2 separate regions of the Macaca mulatta genome follow, and region 2 is linked to region 1. A link is a contact called in public Hi-C data. All regions are on one chromosome and are shown on one strand. Each heading gives the region's core, a stretch centred on a gene start, on an enhancer-like site or on the middle of the called end of the contact. The rest is flanking DNA. Distances are from core to core; before and after follow the strand shown.

Region 1 (3,802 bases), core at 636-3,135:
TTCCAAACACAGATGTACTTGCTTTTTGAGAGAAGGGCAAGGGAGAAGGGAGTATAGATGTTTTTTCCCAGGAGTCCACTTTGTACATCATTCTTTTTTTTTTTTTTTTTTTTTTGAGACGGAGTCTCGTTCTGTTGCCCAGGCTGGAGCGCAGTGGCCGGATCTCAGCTCACTGCAAGCTCCGCCTCCTGGGTTCACGCCATTCTCCTGCCTCAGCCTCCCGAGTAGCTGGGACTACAGGCGCCCGCCACCTCGCCCGGCTAGTTTTTTGTATTTTTTTAGTAGAGACGGGGGTTTCACCGGGTTAGCCAAGATGGTCTCGATCTCCTGACCTCGTGATCTGCCCGTCTCGGCCTCCCAAAGTGCTGGGATTACAGGCTTGAGCCACCACACCCGGCCTGTATATCATTCTTAATATGAACACCCTATGTTTATTATAAAAAGAACTCTTCATATACTTTATTTGTTCTAGTCCCACAAATTGGCAAGGCCTCAATCAAGTTGGAATCCAGGTACTTTCTTTGGAGGAGAAAGGGCTACGAGCTCACATCTTCCAAGTACACGACATCAGCAGTGTAGTCCGTGCACCCTGCCTTACAAATAGGATCCAGAAAATTTATTGGTAGTAAACTTCCTACGTCTATACTAGACATTATCAGCCTAAGACTTCCTGAGAAACAGACACCCTGTCAATCATCTGATCAGACGTGTGCTTGCACAGAGCTCTGCTCAAGCTAGGCGTTCAGTAACTGTTACATTATACTTGACTCCAATTTTGTTCCACTCCTGAATAAAAATTTACTGAGGACTGAACTTGGGAATGCGTGTCCTCAAAGTAGAAACCCTCAGTCTTTGGCCCATCTGGGCAGGGAGAAAGAGGTTTCTCAAACGGGCCAAGACAAATTAGAGATCTTAATTTGATCTTCCTAAAACATAAATCAGATCACTGATTAAAAAGAACTTCACATTCCCCTAGAGCAGTGCTAACAAAAAATGAGAGCCACATATGTAATTTCAAATTTTCCAGAAGCCACATAAGTAAAAACGAGAGAAATTTAATTTCAAATTTTAATTGAAATTTAATTTTACATTTATATTTAATATATTTCATGGAACCGAATATATCAGAAATACCACTGCCAACATGTAATCAATATAAAAGCTATTAATGAGCTATTTTACATCCTTTTTTCATGCTAAGTCACTATACTCGTGTGTATTTTACACTTACAACATCTCAATTGGACTAGTCAACTTTCAAGTGTTCAACAGCCACATGTGTGGCCGGCAGTTACCACACTGGCTGGACAGCGCAGATACAGAAGAAAACCCCAAGTCCCTATCCTTCAAGGCCCTGATGATTTGGACCCTCCTGACCTCCTCTCCCACTCTCCCTCTCTGGAGCTTCACTGGAGGCCTCTATCGGCCTCAGGGACGTTGCCGAAATGAATGAAAGCACGTTACAAATATCCGAAGCTGGGCCTTGCGAGATTACAGTACAGGCCGAGAGAGGCAGGGCTGCCAGTCAAGGTCAGACGGCGAGGTGGGGTGAGGTCGGGGCCTAGCCGGAGCTCGCGGAGAGGAAAACAAGCCTCCGCGTCGTCCGCCCCACCGCCCAGCCGGCTCACCTCCTCCTTCAGGTAGTCAAACTTCGTAGGCTCCGGCTGCCGGGCCGCCCAGTTCTTCTGTTTCCTTTTCAAATCCCGGTCGAAGATATTTAGCGCTCTGAGCGAGGTGCTCCCGCGGGGAGAGACACCAGAGGTGATTTCCCTACGGCCAGGGTTCTCCGCTGAGACCCTTGCCGCCCAAGGTCGCCGACATAAGCGCCACAGACCTGCCGGCCGCAGCATCTCCAGCTGCTACACCAATTGCCGGCACTTTTTGTCGTGCGCATGCGCCAGAGCGGCTTTTGTGCCTACTCCGAAGATCACAGAGGGATCGTGCAAGTAGTTTGGCCTACTTCGCTTGCCGTTACGGCAGAGCGCCACGCGGAGGATTGTGGGTGTGATCCCCCATGTGAGGCTCGGGAAGGACTCCCGACGGTAAGTGGGCATAAGCTCGAGTTGAAGAGCTTGAGGGGTCGTAGGTGTGGCGCAGGGGAAGAACTAGTCTCTAACAGGATCTCCTTCGGATCTGCGAGGGGTTTTGCCCCTCCTCCTGAGCCTTTTCGGCCTCCTTTTCAGGGTCGCTTCTCAAATCAGTCTGTTAGCTGTCCCCCTGCGGTACGGAAGGTGGGAAGGAGACCCTCGTTCAGGGGCCAGCCTTGTGTTCGCATTAGAGAGCGGGCAGAAGGGGAGGGTGGGCTGCGGGGATGTGGGCGCATGTCGGAAGTGAGGTCTGGTCGCCTTCCCCTCTCTCGAATTATCTGACAACGAGTGCTTTCGTTGTAAACATTTACAATACATACATTACTTCTGCTTGTTGGGGTGGTACCTACCTCGTAAGATTGCTCGGAGTGTTAAGTGCTGTAATAAATCGAAAGATGTATAAATGCACCAGCGATAGCTTCAGTTTTTCCTGGTTAGTGTAATTAAAAGGACTTGATTTTTGAATAAGGAATGCTGGCCTTTAAATTTTTTTTTTTTTTTTTTTTTTTTTTTTTGCTGTCAATAACGACTTTTGGCTCTTTGCAAAATTCCCATGCAGAGATGCTAAACAATTAGGGACTATTCACAAGGGAGCAATATTGCAATATTAATTTATACATACATATATATATGTTCTAGTGTGTTTTGGGGGGATCAACTCATTTGGGCCTTCATCACTTGTAGGATAAGATATTATAGAAATAAGTGATATTTATTAACTGGAGTGAGACTTTACGTGGAGATTCAAGTTTACTGTTTTATTTATTTTTAAACTTTTTATTACTTTTGAAGGATGATTGTATTTAAAGAGGGAACTTTGTGAGCTAAACCTGAGTTGATTTTGGTCGGTTTAGTTAGGATGCTAGCCTTATAGAACTAAAGGCTGTTGGCAGTAGCAGGAGATAAGGAGTAGCAGAATGAGACCAGAATGTGAAGAAACAAATGAGGCCAACTGAGGCTAGGGAATCTTACTTTTTTTTTTTGGTAGACAGGGTCTTGCTCTGTTGCCCCAGCTGGTGTGCTGTAGTGCCCTTAGGCTCACTCTAGTCAACACCTCCCGGGTGGAAGTGATCCTCTTGCCTCAGCCTCCAGAGTAGCTGGGACTACAGGCGCCCACCATGCTGGGCTCATTTTTCTATTTCTTGTGGGGTTTTACCATGTCACCCAGGCTGGTCCTGAACTCCTGGGCTCAACTGATCCACCCACCGTGGCCTCCCAAAGTGCTGGTGAGCCACCTCGCCCAGTCTAGGGAATCTTAATTACATTTGCTTTCAATTAGTAACACATACAGGTATACAGATAGAAATTCTAAGTGAGAACAATGGACATATATTTGTTCCCCTCCATAAAGCCCTGGGATTCTGCTTTGTCTGCTTTAAGTTTATTTCTCTAAATGATCTGTAATGGAAAGACGATATTTTGGTATGTTTCTGCTTTCTTGCATGTGACCCAGAATAAGTTGGAGAGATGAAATTAGACTTGTTACCTTTATTTTACATACATTAAACTGAGAATATATTGTGAATTTATGTGTTTTAAAACATTTAATTATGGTACTAACCATTATTACCATTAAAACATTTGTTTTATTTTTTAGTATTTGGTTTCTTCAAGCATTTGGTCAAGATTAAAAATTTAAAATGTCATCCAAACAAGAAATAATGAATGACCAGCGGTTTAGACGGGTCGCAAAGGACCCGAGATTTTGGGAAATG
Region 2 (3,802 bases), core at 702-3,201, 670 kb after region 1:
ATTCCTGGCTACGAATTCCCCCTCTTGTTTCCCCAATGGGTGCTATGAGCCATGAGTTAAGAGGTGGCTTTGGTCTTTTGCAAGGTGAGTCTGGGATGTGTCTTCTTCAAGGTGGGCTAGAGGTCTCCTCATACTGAGGTTTCCACATCCATTTGGAAGTTCAAAACCCTGATTGTTTTCTCTACCCATGGGCCTGAAGTTCAAGGGCAAGGGTGGCTTTTTTTGGGAGGAAATCAGACAGGAGACTCTTAGAATAAACATCTCAGAGCTCACGCCATGACCCCTGCTTACTTCAAAGGGATGTTAAATACAGCCAGGGCCTAGCGTGCAGGGCAGGGCTCGCTTTTTAGAGCGACCCGGCTTTGGCTGGCATGCGGGCTTCTGGGACTAATGCTCACCCCAAATTTGTCCGCCCTGTCCCAGTTCCTTTCTCCAGAATTCCAGCCCTGCAACCTATCAGTTACAAGGGCTACCATCGCTTCATTCATTTGCAAGTCTCTGGTCAGCCTGTGGAGGCTGTGGGAGCCAGTGCTCAGTGCCAAGCATATAAGTGGACTCAAGATCCTTGTCTGGGGAAAAGTTTGGGGTCTTTGGCATTGACCACATTTCCCAGCAGCAGGATCAATACAGATGTAAAAGAATAAAAATGAGAAACCTAGTCTCATCAGCTTAGGCTTCCCTTCAAAGAAGCCATTCATGGCATGGAGCTCTGACAGGTGGAGAGAAGTAGTGATCTGGAATTTCATCAGGAAAGTCTTGAAAGGACAGACTCCTCCAAGTTAGGCTGTTCACTGTGCATCTATAGTGGCTCCAAACTCAAAGTGAGCAGAACAGCAAAACTCTGCTGGCTCTGGACAGACTGTTAGCAGTTTCCTTGAGTGGAAAGAGGGGATCACAGCCTGGCAGCAACCTCCAATTAGCAGAGGGGAATTTGTAGGACACTTTGTGAGGAAAAGGCTCTGAGGTCAAAACAAAACCTCTGTTTTCTCTGGTAGTATCATCATGCTAAACCATTTTTTCCTCCTTGTTTTCAAGTATATTTCATTACATGACTCATCTAGTTGCTAATATATAAAGCTCTGACCTTGACCCATTCCATAAAGATTTCCAGAACCTCCCAGACACTGTTATTGGAAATGCAGCCCCTCTACACCAATATTAACATCATTTAAAAAGAGAGTTAAGAGCCAGATTTTTAAATCTTTTTTTCTAGATTTTTGGAGCTAACTGATTATTTTCAAATTTCAGGGTTTACTGAGAACCCTGTGGGCACAGTGAAATTGAAATTATATACAGTTTCAGAAAAACAGCAAGTCTGAATGTGTGTACTTTAACTTTTTTATGTTCAATTTTGTTGCTTTTGTATACATTGGTTTAGAATCCTAGCTATTTTGCAATAATCCCCTAAACTGAGATATATGGCAAAGTATCTGGGAGATTATTCGTCTATCAACTGTCTATCTATCTATCTTACAGTACAGTTATCAGAGTTTGAAAACTGTACTCTAATTATTTAAACATACTAGTAGAAGTAGTTTTTCAAACTACTAGTAGAAGTAGTTTTTCTTTAGTATTTGCCCAATCCTATGTTGTTTCAGTTAAAAAGCATAATTTAAACAGACTCAAAGTAAAAATTCTTCACAAAATTGTCTAAAGTTCATAGGAATACAATATATAATTTGACTTGAAATTATACATAATAAAAATTAACATAATTAAAAAGAATTAAAGGTACAAAGGAACAGATACCTAAGTTCCATTAAATCAGGAGCTCATTAGGCCGAAAGGAAGCCTGTTTACCCAGGTTTGTCACAGTCTCATCAAAACCATAGGTGTGTATCTGGCTGATTTTTAAGTCATCAGAGATACATGCATTTTCTTAAGTGCGCTCCTGCTCACCGCCCAGGTCTTGGAAACAGTCCTATGTTTTCAAGGTTTTGCATCTTGCTGTTTTAGGGCGGTAGATCTCAGGGGAGGCTAACGGGTCTCTGCCAAACACCTCTAATTCTTGCTGCCATCTAGTGGTAAATTTAGACACTGCAGTGCAACATGAGGGGAAGAGAAGACAGAGAAAGGTGGGGAGGAAAAAGGAGGGAGAGGAAAGGGAATGAACGATGCGACCCTCTGGATGTAAATATGCACAAAACGAGCATTTTAAAAGGTAAGAAAAGGAACAGATGTACATACTTTTTCTGCATCCGGATTAATGTAAATAATGGTAATTTTCACAATTGCTCGGTATCTACGCCAAATGAGTAGAAATTGTGTACACAGGAACATCTACACCTTAAAGATACTCTTGCTAATGTCAGAATGGAGAGCATGGGCCGGGCGCGGTGGCTCAAGCCTGTAATCCCAGCACTTTGGGAGGCCGAGGCGGGCGGATCACAAGGTCAGGAGATCGAGACCACAGTGAAACCCCGTCTCTACTAAAAATACAAAAAAAAAATTAGCCGGGCGCGGTGGCGGGCGCCTGTAGTCCCAGCTACTCAGGAGGCTGAGGCAGGAGAATGGCGGGAACCCGGGAGGCGGAGCTTGCAGTGAGCCGAGATCGCGCCACTGCACTCCAGCCTGGGCAACAGCGTGAGACTCCGTCTCAAAAAAAAAAAAAAAAAAAAAAAAAAAAAAGAATGGAGAGCATGAGAGAGAATCATGGTGAACTGGTCTTTACTTCTGCTAGTCACGAGCCTTTGTTTAAAGTGGGTATCAAATGAAGGCACTCTAGGAGGAAAAATGTGACATGCACCAAATTTGACAACATTTCAAGGATTGGCTTGCTTCAGTTTATTCAGGTGCCTTTGGTTCAGGAAACAGAGTTACGCTTGGTTAAAAATTTTGAAGTTCAGAACTGCTGCTAAAGTAATCACAAAACCACGAGCTCACAAGGCAATGTAGCCGGGATCAGGGAGCTCCTAAATTTGAGACCCTCTGATCCTACTGCTTCGGCAGTCTAGGAAGGGAACATTTAACCTTTCACCAGATTTAGCTGAATTTTGTAAGATCCTGGGCATTCCCAATGGTTTTAGCATTACCTGGCTAATTCCCACAGGCAAGTGGAGAGGGGATGAAAAACAATGCTTTGAACCCGAAAGAAAGCAGTGTTTATTGAAGGGTAAAAACCACTTACAACTCTGAACATTTTAAGCATCTGTGCATTTCATGGCAGAGCCAGTGGCCAGAATTAAATCTGTTGTTTTAAATCATGAGCTTTCAATGAGAGGACTGTTTTCTGCTGCACTTCTTGGTTTGTCTAACTGGTTTACCAGAAATTCCTGTTCATCACAATAGGTAAGGAAGTGGGGATTTTTGTTGATACCACTTGCATGCACTGGTTTTGGGCCTGGTGTGCCATCCTAAGCTGAGCCAACATCACTGTCACGCTCTTTGGGACAGGTGTAGGTTTGTCTGAGATAGGTGTCAGAATTTGGACGAGGCTGTCCTCTCATTGGTCGGATAACTGGCTCCTTTATCTCTCAACCCCAGGTTTGAATATTGGACTTTCTTTGTCCCTTTCCTTTCCCTCCTTTTAAATTTCTCTCAAGTATTTATTGTTTTATTTTCACAAACCTCTTGGTGATATTGACCAAGTGGACTCAAGATCCTTGACAGGGCCAACATTCACTTAACAATCTAATCCCAGCAGATAAGAATTTTTAAGGCATATTGATAAGATACTGGAGAAAGGCAGGATTTGACCTATGGTTTATGCAACATTATGGAAAGAATTTTTTTTTGCAGAGAAAATTTCTTAAAAGTACATTCCTGCCACCGTTTTGATTACAACTCTTAAAACCCACAACTC

The links. A called contact is a pair of places that touch in the nucleus more often than the background predicts.
Region 2: a Hi-C map of fetal cortex germinal zone shows a contact between it and region 1, with 4 times the contacts expected there. The contact joins the enhancer-like site here to the promoter of NDUFAF5 in region 1. A contact is called at or near these places in 3 of 14 Hi-C or Micro-C datasets (blood, fetal cortex germinal zone and fetal cortical plate).

What each region holds. Positions count from the first base shown.
Region 1 is chr10:70,240,974-70,244,775 of T2T-MMU8v2.0, forward strand. It overlaps NDUFAF5 (NADH:ubiquinone oxidoreductase complex assembly factor 5), which reads right to left and starts at 1,886. Exons shown (of 12, transcript XR_013399743.1): 1 at 1,629-1,886. ESF1 (ESF1 nucleolar pre-rRNA processing protein homolog) reads left to right here. Exons shown (of 15, transcript XM_077951185.1): 2 at 2,019-2,042; 3 at 3,685-3,802. The coding sequence starts at 3,728.
Region 2 is chr10:70,911,595-70,915,396 of T2T-MMU8v2.0, forward strand. All of the region lies in intron 8 of SPTLC3 (serine palmitoyltransferase long chain base subunit 3), which reads right to left. Among named protein-coding and RNA genes, the nearest start is that of ISM1, 100 kb to the left of the region's middle. Within about 2 kb of position 1,952, at least 2 of the 40 cell types and tissues checked have an H3K27ac peak or open chromatin away from gene starts, as enhancers often do. A contact at or near this core is called in fetal cortex germinal zone and fetal cortical plate, where this site is marked.